Regions from separate parts of the Mus musculus genome. Here all the other regions are linked to region 2. Evidence: chromatin contacts called from public HiChIP or PLAC-seq and promoter capture Hi-C data. All regions are on one chromosome and are shown on one strand. The core of a region is the stretch at or near the end of the contact, and the rest is flanking DNA. Distances in the headings are between cores, read along the strand shown. Region 1 holds the start of Pitpnm3 (PITPNM family member 3). Region 2 overlaps Gm33249 (a long non-coding RNA gene). Region 3 holds the start of Pimreg (PICALM interacting mitotic regulator).

Evidence for each region. Promoter capture Hi-C pulls out the DNA fragments that hold promoters and counts their contacts. HiChIP or PLAC-seq counts read pairs in DNA pulled down with a chosen protein or histone mark.
Region 1: a promoter capture Hi-C map of HPC-7-derived erythroid cells shows a contact between it and region 2, with 4 times the contacts expected there. The contact joins the promoter of Pitpnm3 here to the enhancer-like site in region 2. A contact is called at or near these places in 6 of 39 promoter capture datasets (the HPC-7 cell line, HPC-7-derived erythroid cells, cranial neural crest and 3 more), 1 of 115 datasets of contacts at active chromatin or transcription factors (embryonic hindbrain) and 1 of 9 other capture datasets (embryonic stem cells).
Region 3: an H3K4me3 HiChIP or PLAC-seq map of embryonic forebrain shows a contact between it and region 2, with 7 times the contacts expected there. The contact joins the promoter of Pimreg here to the enhancer-like site in region 2. A contact is called at or near these places in 13 of 39 promoter capture datasets (the HPC-7 cell line, cranial neural crest, embryonic stem cells and 7 more), 6 of 115 datasets of contacts at active chromatin or transcription factors (embryonic basal ganglia, embryonic forebrain, forebrain and 3 more) and 1 of 9 other capture datasets (embryonic stem cells).

The regions. Positions count from the first base shown.
Region 1 is chr11:72,133,702-72,137,216 of GRCm38.p6, forward strand. It overlaps Pitpnm3 (PITPNM family member 3), which reads right to left and starts at 2,188. Exons shown (of 20, transcript NM_001024927.2): 1 at 1,953-2,188. The coding sequence starts at 1,974.
Region 2 is chr11:71,387,887-71,391,222 of GRCm38.p6, forward strand. It overlaps Gm33249 (a long non-coding RNA gene), which reads left to right. Exons shown (of 3, transcript XR_388798.2): 2 at 1,820-1,982. Among named protein-coding and RNA genes, the nearest start is that of Gm33249, 4.4 kb to the left of the region's middle. Within about 2 kb of position 1,940, at least 47 of the 459 cell types and tissues checked have an H3K27ac peak or open chromatin away from gene starts, as enhancers often do. A contact at or near this core is called in embryonic forebrain, hippocampal neurons, neural tube and 1 more, where this site is marked.
Region 3 is chr11:72,040,977-72,044,328 of GRCm38.p6, forward strand. Pimreg (PICALM interacting mitotic regulator) reads left to right here and starts at 1,526. Exons shown (of 6, transcript NM_144526.3): 1 at 1,526-1,558; 2 at 2,041-2,361. The coding sequence starts at 2,074. It also overlaps a transcript of Aipl1 not described here.

The DNA of each region.
Region 1 (3,515 bases), core at 938-3,437, 750 kb after region 2:
AAAGAAAAGAAGGGATATTTGCAGGCTGCCACGTTGCCCAGGAGAGTTGAGAAGCGTGGTCAGATCTTGCCAGAGGTCATCTGCAGAGCTCCTTGGGGTGGCAGCTGAGTAAGAGACAGAGAGGCACCAGGCAGGTGGTCACAGAGGAGGGAAGTCTGGCTTGCTCTGAGGGAAAGGACTGAGACTGTGAAATGGAAAAGTTGTAGAGCAGCCCCAGGCAGCAGTCTTGGGAGGCCTGGCCATTTCTTCACCTTCTGCAGGGCACTCTCCCCATGGATCTCAGCTAGGGACCAAAAGACCCACAATCCAATTCATAGGACCTGGGGCTGCCCTTCTCCCAGAATGAGGAGGGGAGTAGAAAGATTCCTTAGCATCCAAAAAAACAAAAGCAAAACAAAACAAAACCAAAAAAAACCTTGGTCTTGCATCCAGGCTCACCTAGACCCTCCCAGCCATCTTCAGGGAGCTATTTGCTTCCAAGGGCTTTAAAAGGGGAGTACCTTCCTACTTCTCAGAATCATGGGGCAGTAAAGGGCTTAAGTATGTTACCTGGTACACAGGTCAAGAAGAGATTTCTCTAACTACTCTTGCTACTGTGGTGCCCTGGCAAGAGACCTGGATCCGGACGTCCAGACCTGTGCTCACACATGAGCACATGTAGAATGGGTAGCAGAGACGCATGCTCTTCCTTTATGAAGAGCAGGGGTGGGGAGGGACCAAGGCAGGAGAAAGAAGGGAGCAGAGAGCCTTTTCCAGCCTCCTGGTGTCATCTCACTGTGCCTCCCTCGGGAGGGGAGGGGAGGGAAGTGGGAAAGGGGGTGTTTAGATGCATTTGCTTATGCTGTCTCACACAAACAGCCTCTCCCTCACAGGATTCCTCTGCCACACCTGAGTCACAAGGCCAGTCCATGCCAAGGATTGGGACCTGTCCCAGGGTCGCAGGCAGTTCAATGGCACTCACATCTAGAGTGCGGGCAGGTGGTCATGTTCATTCCATCTTTGCCATGCCTATGGGTGGAGAAGTGGGGTTCACACCAGGCCCCACGGGGATGGCATGGCACCTGCCAACGTCACAGGCTGGGAGTGAGTTCATGGCAGATTCTCACACGCCAGAGCTCCCAAGCTCAGGACTGTTGAGACCAGCCTCATCCATTTGTGGCCAGCCCTATGAACACTGGCTTTCCTCAACTTGGCCTTTTAGGGCACTGTAGGGGTCCAGGGCACAGAGTGGGGAGTCCGGGGCTAAACCTGGTCCCCTCCAGGTCCTAACCAACTCACAGGGCCTGACATCAGAGCAGATGCTGGTGAATGAACGCCTGACTGGATGAATGAAGGGACGACTAACACCTACTCCCTGGGATCCTTGGGCTACAGCTCTGAGCTTGCAGGAGAGCCGAGCCCATGGGACCCCAACAGAGGCCCCGCCTGCCTAGCCCGGCACCTGAGGCTCTGCCTCTGGGTCAGGTGGGAGGCGGGGAGGCTCCCCAGCCATAGTGTACCCCTCCAGCGACGGGACCAGTAATCTGGGTCTCTTAACCCAGCTGGTGGCAGGGGCGGGGGACTGTCGCATCCAAGATAGAGAGTGACAGGACAAGGGGGCGCGTCCTGGTTTGTTGGGGCGTGGGATGGATCAGCGACCGCGGGACATCCCCTTTGGGTTCCGGTGCCGGGGTCTACTCCCCCGGTCTCCCGGAGGGCAGCGACAGCTCCGAACTGCCGACTGGACTGAGGAGCCGTGGACCTGACCCAGTGCAGCGGGGCAAGCGGGATGCGGTGTCCCACGAGGTGACTGGGGGCGCGGGAAGGACGCAGGGCGCGCGGAGCCCCTTATGCACGCCCCGGGGTCCGGGCGGGTCGCCGCGGTCACTGTGCCTCCGCCCACCTGGTTGGGGGGCTCACCTGGGCCGAGCGATCCCTCCCGCCACCCGCCGAGCGCCCCGCGCCGCGCTCACCTGCGCTGCCCGCCTTGGCCATGTCCCGGGCGGCGGGCTCCGCTGTGCTGCCGGCGCTGCTCGCTCCCGGCCGGGCCCCGGCGCCTTCGGCCGGAGCGGACTCTCCGGGCGCCGCGCCCCGCGCCCCCGCCCCGCTCGCTCGGCCGCCTCCACCGCAACCGCCGCCGCCTCGCCGCTCCCTCCCGCTCCCTTAAAGGAGCCGAGCGGCGACCGCGCCGCCCCCCCTCCGCGCCGCCGGGGAGGGACTGACGACGGAAGGCGCCCGACACCGCCCCCGCGGGCCCGCACCCCCGCCCGGAGCCGCGCGGCCACCGCAGCGCGCGGGAGGCGCAGCCCACTGATTGCGGCCACTGAGACCCCGACCCTCGCTGAAAGACAGACGTAGACAGACTCCGGATTACAGCTCGGAGACGCTGCGGGCCAGGCAGGGATGAAGACATGGACTGCGAGCCTGGGGCGCAGTGACCCTGAGACAAGGCACCAGAAAGAGGCGCTCCTAGGGCAGAAACACCCTTGGGAGAGAGAGAAATTCAAGGAAATCGGAGCTGGCTAGAGTCTGTGAGGACAGGGAGAGCAAGGAAGACCAGGACCCAGGAGACTGAGAAACCTAGAACGAAGTCTCGCAGAGATGAGAGGGGACTTCTCCATCAGCTCCCAACTCCAGGGATGCTGGATGCCTGCATCTGCTCTAGTCTCAAGAGAGGAAAGCTTTTGTCCTTTAGCACTAAAGGATCCGTTAAACCTGCAAACCCCACCTGCCAGTAAACGCTAAGCAGAGTTTGTGGGGAGCCTGGCAGAAAGCAGTGTGTCCCCCTAACACTTTCTCACAGAAGTGCTGACATTCTAATTAGCGGGCCTCCTGAGACATTTAAATTGTGGTTTCTGCCCACTGCAGTCAGGGGATCCACAGGAGATGGTCAGTCGTTTTAGATGGGGCCTAGAAGGTAGGGTCCTGGAGAGAGCAGTCGGCTCCCTAGCTCAGTTCCAGGCGAGGCCACTTCCTCCCTGCTGACGGTTAGGGTGAGGGCTAGGCTCCTTAGAGGACTGTTGGGCCTTCCCTGAAGCCTGTTTTTCTCCCACAGTCTGCAGCCAAGCACCCACACTGGGCACTAGACAGTTCCACCCCTAGGCCAGCCAGGACTTAAGTGCCCCATCCACTGCCCCATAGAAACAAAGCACACAAGGGGCCTCTACGGGACACACCCATTTCTGGGCTTTGACTCCTTCAGCCTATCCAGGTTAATCAGCCTTACACTCCCTCTTTAGTCTATCAAAGGCTCAGCCTCAGGCAAGAGTCTTCCCGAAACTTTTGCACAGAGCTAGCAGCAACAAAGTTCTTCACCTCAGCGAAAGGAAGTCTGTATCGCCTACTCATGGACCTCTCCCTGCTTTCTGATGCCTCATCTACCAAACCAGGCTTTCCTAGGGTCCTCTGTGCAGACCGAACAACGTGCCTTCACTCACGACAGCTAGCTAGCATGCTTTGACAAAGATTCTCCATCTTAGTTTTAGCTATGACTGTCTCACCTCTCAAAAAACCCTTTAGTCCCAAGGACTCCAGAG
Region 2 (3,336 bases), core at 690-3,189:
TTATGTCCCCAGCAGAGCGATCTCTATTAGATTTGCAACTCAACCAAAATAAGCTACAGGGGAAAAATTGACTTTTCTACTAGTGGGATTCCCAGCTATGACCCTTGTGGGGTAACATAAAAGTTGAGTTCTTTTGAAGGAAAAAGAAAACATAGTATGGAACAAAAGAGACAAATCTTTGATGAAAAGAATCATAAGGGATTGTGCACAACCAGAGTGAGGGGTGTCTGCCTATACATGCCAGTCTCCTAAGGAACCCAGGTCAGGTTTCATAACACTCAAAACACAGGGAGACAGGGGGAGAGAGAGAGAGAGAGAGAGAGAGAGAGAGAGAGAGAGAGAGAGAGAGAGAGAGAGAGAGAGATTCCAGGCATGTCCAAGTCAGGGGCCTTTGTCTCTAGTATGAATGTGGCCCTGCTTCGCAGCTGTGAAGGGAAGGGACTAGGTGTTAAATGAACATGAAGTATGCTTCCTCTTTCATGATTGACACATGTCATATAGTGTGCAGCAAGGAGGAAGATGTGGATGCTTAGTGTCAGAATGGTTAGGGGATGGTCGCTGGCTGCAGCTGTCCTACAGGTGTAGGGCTGCCCTTGGCTGCTCTCTTTACTTGTGAGTAATTCCACAAGGGCAAATCGACTGACAGTCCTCATTTGCCAAAGTTCCCTAGAACTGTCAGAATGAGAGTCTCCTGTGGAAAGAGGATCAAGGCAGTACAGCATCTTGTTCTCCAGAGAGAGTGGTATAATGGAGATTTGGTGCCCCCTCCACTGGGTGAGTTCTGTAATAACTTATTATGGGGACCAAAGCGGATCTCATCCACTGAGTGTGTCCCGGTGAGACCTCTGGTGTAGGGGCCTGGTGGAGAGACACAGGTTGCTCAGCTGAAAACATCTGGCTCTTTGTAAGAATCCAAACAATGTGTCTTGGTTCTAAAAGCATTTGTTCACTCAAACTTTGTTTGTATATGTTAATGAAGTGTTTTCATTCAGAAATACAAGCATGAAGAAAAGAGAGCCACACTCATGATTTGGAACAGGACTCTTATCTGAGAGATAAAAAGCAAGGCGAATTAAAAACTCAACTAAGAAGATGTAAAGTGGTGTGTGTGTGTGTGTGTGTGTGTGTGTGTATGTGTGTGTGTGTGTGTGTGTGTGTGTGTGTGTGTTTTACTGGCACCTGGAACACAAGGACATCCTCTTTGAAGAGTGGTCTTGCAGATCTGAATTATATTTTGGAGCTCCAAAAACAACATGGAGAATAGAGGTCCAGGCAGGAGATCTGCAAGTGCCAAGAGCCTGAGAAAGGAAACCCTGATTTTTTTAAAGACTGGTTTGACTGCAGACTAGAAGAAGATGATCCTGAGTTTTTAGAAAGAATTTGCTTCAGTGGTGAGAAGCAGGTGTATGTGGGATGCTGAAGCCAATTTCAGCATTAACATCCCAAAGCTGCAGGTACTTTCAGGAGGTAAAGCCCAGTTCTGTTGCAGAGTGCAGCCAGGAGGTATCTGTTGGCAGGATGATTTCAGTACCCTCTGTAGCATACTTGTGAAGGTCAAGAGATGCAGTGCACAGGACACACGTATCTCCGCCCCTAGCTCATAGAAAGTACTTGATACTTGCTGGCTCACATTTGTATTGTTTAGCCTGGATTTAAATTCTGTCCCATTCTCTTCTGTATGCCATCTTCTAGCTCTATCTGACCCAGTATCTGCATCTCTTGGCTTATCTGTCTCAGTCCTTCATTCTGCTCTCATTCCCTTTCACTCTCTCCGCTCTTTATTTTATTCTGTTTCTGTCTCCCCCTTCCCTCCTGCCAGACTGAGAGCAGCTGTGTGCTCAGCCCAGGATCCGGCAGCTCTCCGTGGTGCTGACGAGGATGATGGGTCCCAGGCTTCCACCCTTCATTAGGGACCAGAGATGGATGGTGATGTTTTCCCCCTGAGCAGCCAATCAGCGAAGACTCTCCATCTGCTGCAGCAGGTAGAGGAGCCTCCTGCTCTGGAGCACATAGGAGCCCTTGGTCATGAGAGCAGCTGCCTTTCCACCCCCTCATGCAGGCACACTTAATCCTGCCTTGTCCTGGCCCATATGGCCTCTGCGGGGGCTGGAGCAGGGGGTGCTTCCTGGTTTCTGGACTGAATCGAAGCAGATTGGAAGAGGATTTATTTCTCCCGCTCCAGTGGTGCACAGCGGCTCCCCTGGTGTGTGTGTGTGTGTGTGTGTGTGTGTGTGTGTGTGTCACAGCCCTTTAGGAAATACAAGCTTTTTCTCCATGGAAAATTTGCAGAAGAATGGTGGCAAAATCTTTACTCCTCAAAGGTTGGGGGGGGGGGTGGAGGTAAAATGATCTGATAGGATAAAGTGTGACTGAGGAACTTCCAGCATCCATCTCAGTCCTGACTTCATCACTGTGTGATCTTGGAGAAAGGGTAGCTTGGACTCCTTTCTCCAAAACAAAGGCACTCAGGCTTATTCCTGGACACAGGAGTGGGCTTGGCAGCTGAGCTGTGTACGGACCAATAGCTTAGGATTTGGAGTGTTTTCTAGGCTCGGGTTCTGTGCTGTGTGCTTTACATGCATTACTGTAAAACGCCCTTAATCTAATAAAGTAGGATCCATTTGATGGCTGAAGAAGAAAATGAGGCCTCTGAGAGATCACACACATGCACACATATACACACACATGCATGCACACACACACACACACAGACAGACAGACAGACAGACACACACACACACACACACACAGAGAGAGAGAGAGAGAGAGAGAGAGAGAGAGAGAGAGAGAAGCTACTAAGTGAGCTCAGGTTTGTCTCACTGCAAAGTTCATGACCCTCTCTTGCACCTTGTTCCCCACACTGCCCTGGAAGCTGAGCTGTGGCTGATGTCCTCAAATCCAGTTGTCTTGCTGGGCAGATGGCAGGGTCTGAGTTGGCAAATCTCAGGATGACATCCAGGCCCCTCACCCTTGGCCACCCCAGAGGACACTTAGAGAGAAGGATTTCGAAGTTCCTTACCCCAGAAAGAGACCATCTGCTCAGTGATAAAAGTCTACGACTTTCTCTAACACTTTCAGCCATCAGACGCTAAGCAGACCAGGTGTCTGATGACTTATTTGTCTAGAGAGAGCAGAGTTGTATCTGGATAAAGAAGCTCCTCCGGGTGCAGGAGGCCCTGCTTAGTACGGTAAGATTCTAGCCCAATGCCTGCATTGTGCAGAGGGCTGGTGCTCTTCTGCTGTCTTGGTTTTTCATTATAATGATTGAAATGAGGGTCTGGTTCGTGTTAGGATCTCTCAAATTCTGGCTCCAGCTGCCATGCCTAGTACTTGAAG
Region 3 (3,352 bases), core at 276-2,775, 650 kb after region 2:
TCCCCTTGGTGAGATTAGAGAGACTTTGGGGGAGCAGGGAACCAGTGTCTTGGCTCTGTTGGCTTTATGCAGCCAGCAGGAGGTGACAGGACCCAGAAGAGTGCTGGCTTCAGGAGTCAAGGGAGAGACCCCAGCTGGAAAAGGGTGGGGTCTGAGGAGCAACAGTGAGGGGGTCAACCCTGGTCACACAGACAACGTCCCTGCATGCATGGCCTTTGGGTCCTTCACCCTGCTACAGTTAGTGAGTGAAGTGTACGGCCAGTCTCTCCACACCCCAGCTACCTCACAGAGCTGCAGAGCACTGGGGATAAACTGGGCTTGCTGATAGAAAGGGAGTGTTTGCAAGTGCTACACACAAATCAACCATTATTATTATAGGGGGTTGGGAGGTAAACACTGAGGTCAGGAGAGGGTCAGACAATCCTGACACCAGGAAGAGGCCTGAAGAGTCTCTAGGAGTCTCACTCCAGGCTGAGGAAAGGAGAGAGGAGGGAGAAGAGAAATTCTTTTTTGAGGACCGATAAGAAGGCCCCATTGTGGTGGCACGCCAGGCCCCTTGATTTCAATCTTGGGGAGGCTGAGTGTGGCCAGTTAGAACCAACCACCTCTAACTCCAGCTCCAGAGGGTCTGACTTCCTCTTCTGTGTCGCCACCACGCCACCCCACAGGCATTTACATGCACAGAGACATATAATTAAAAATAAAAATATTTTTTTTAAAAAAAGTCAAAACCATAAAAATGAAAGCATGGGAGAAAGTGACCCAGCCTGGGTTGCTGTTGTTTGTCGTCGTCGTCTTTGTTTCTTGTTTTGTTTTTTTAGCTTGCTGGCAGACTACAGGAAAGAAAGATTGAAAGATGCGTAGAGCAAGACCCGGCAGAGGAACTGACCTAACTGTGGAGAGGGTGATCTACAGTCTGTCCCCTCCTCTGAGATGTGCTTTCTTGGGCGCCGCCAGCAGGGTGTTTGTTTGAGGAACAGACAGGGGCAGGGCCATCTCGCAGGAAGGAAGAGAATTACGCGGGGAATTTGAAACAAAACTTCCCAGGGATCGCAAAGCTCGGCAGTCCCAGCCTATCGCTTTGACAAAACTACTTATCGTGGGAGAGAAGTTAGGCGGGGTGAAGGACTGAAAGGGGCGCGTGCCCTGGGTGGCGGTGACCTGAACCCCCGCAGCATCCTGCACCCTGACCTGCATGCTTGAAGAAGAGAGCTTGGGAGAACGATGGACTAGGCGCGGTCGCCTGGGACCAAGCAGCCGGGATGTAGGGAGGCGGGCTGGTCGGTAACAGTGATCCGGTGGCGACCTGGACCCCTCTGCGGCGAGCCAGGTGGGGGGTCTACGAACGATGTATGGGCGTGGCCAGGCCAATCCCAAAGCAGGATTTACAGTCACGAGAGAAAAAGACCAATCGAAATCCGGGGCGGCGGTGGTGGATGGCTGATAGGGCCAATGGGCTGCAAGCGCCGGGGCGGGGCGGGGCCGCGCGGAGTTTCAAATCGGCTGCGGTGGGCTAGGAGAGGGTGTTGATCTTCGGGTCCGGGTATCGAGCAGGGAGGTGAGCATGCGGGGTTACCGAGGGGCTTAAGGAGGGGGGTGGGGGACGGTCTCACGGGGAGCTCTGAATGGGGAACGGGTCAGGAGCTCTGGATAGGACCCACAAGACAAAGGGAATGTCTAGGAGTTGCAAACGCCCCATCGGATCCGAGGCCTTGGCTGGATTGCTAAATCTGCTCCGGAGAGGAAAATTTGTGAAAACAGCATACTGCTGGTGCCCTGCGTAAGCGCCGAGGCTCCGTGACCTGTGTGCCACTCCACTTAGCCTATGGGGAATAGGCTAGGATGGAAAGACGGACAAATTGCCGCCTTGCAACGGAGGCAGCTGCTGACCATGATGCCATTGGTCATCTTTCTGGCATCCACAATTGCCCAACAGGCCTACCCCGCGAGGTTCCACTTCATCTCTTTCCCAGTTCCCAAGGTCCCTGGAGCCTTGGAATGGGGTCAGGGAGTACTTTGATGACCTTTTGACCTCCCCAGGATCTAGCGGGCAGCGGAAACTGGACCAAGCACATGGCGTCTCAGTGGCAGGGCATGAGGACCTCTGTGCGCAGACGATCACTCCTAAAGGAGGAACAGCTAGAGAAGAAGGAGGTGACCCGGTCTGCTGGGGGTCATCCGGAGACCGGTCCCTTGGGCTCCCTGTGCAGACAATTCCAAAGGAGGCTGCCTCTGAGAGCGGTCAGCCTGAACCTCGGTAACGGCCCCTCCTGGAAACGCCTGGAAAGTCCAGAGCCAGAGCAGCAAGGTCTTCAGGCTGCAGCTCGCTCAGCCAAAAGCGCCTTGGGTGCCATGTCCCAGGTAACAATGACACCACCAGCCGTCTGTTTACAGAAGCGTCCTTGGTGTTGACTGTCCCTATCCTCAGGGAGACCCCAGGAATATAGACTCCATGGGGTCTTGGGGTTTGATTAGGTTCTTGCCATTTTCCCAGAACCCCGGTCATTCTGGCACATAATAGTTTCCCAACAAATCAGTAGGTGAATAAAGTCATGGAAGAAATTGGTGTTCCCCATGCAAGGTGACCTGCCATGTCCTGTGATAGAAAATTGCAGGAAATGGCTATCTATAAAGAGATACCAGTCTCAAGCTTAGTGGATAAAGACTTCCTAGAATAGGTGACTCTTCCAAGATCACTCAGGAAAGGGGAGGTGTATGTAGGCACAGGGCCAGTGGGATGCTGTGAGTGAGTCCAGCGTGGATGCTGAAGAGAAGAGTCCCCAGTGTGAAGCTAAGCAGTCAGTATAGTGAGAGAGGTGATCCTGTGTGCTGACCCCCATTTAAAGTCTCCCAGTCACACTCTTACACCTTAGCTGTCAACTATTTGGTAGAAAAAGGCAGAGGAGCGGGGCTTGCAGAAAGGGTGCAACTTCCTGAGCGGTTCAGAAGGCAGATTTGAGGGGTGGTGTTTGTGTGTGGTGTGTCCAAGAGCCTTCGAGCAGATATCTTCTTTTAATGTTTTAATATTTATCTATGGGAGGAGCGCTTATGCAGTGGTACTTGTCTGGAGGTCAGAGAAGGAATAAGGTCTCCCTCCACCGTGTGGGTTCTGGAGATCACACGAGTTGCCTGGTTTGGTGGCAAGAAGATGTACCTGTTACGATATCATGTTGACCCCACCTAGGTCTTTAAACCTGGAGCTGGAGATGTGGGCAGGTGTCCCCTGGACAGGACAGAAGCTATGAGAATGAGCAGACCTCTAAGAAGAGAAGGGGGAATGGCCCCTGGCATCTTGCTGGCATTCTGATGGTGTAGGGAGAGAGCAGAGGCCTCTGACGACTCCACAGAGAGG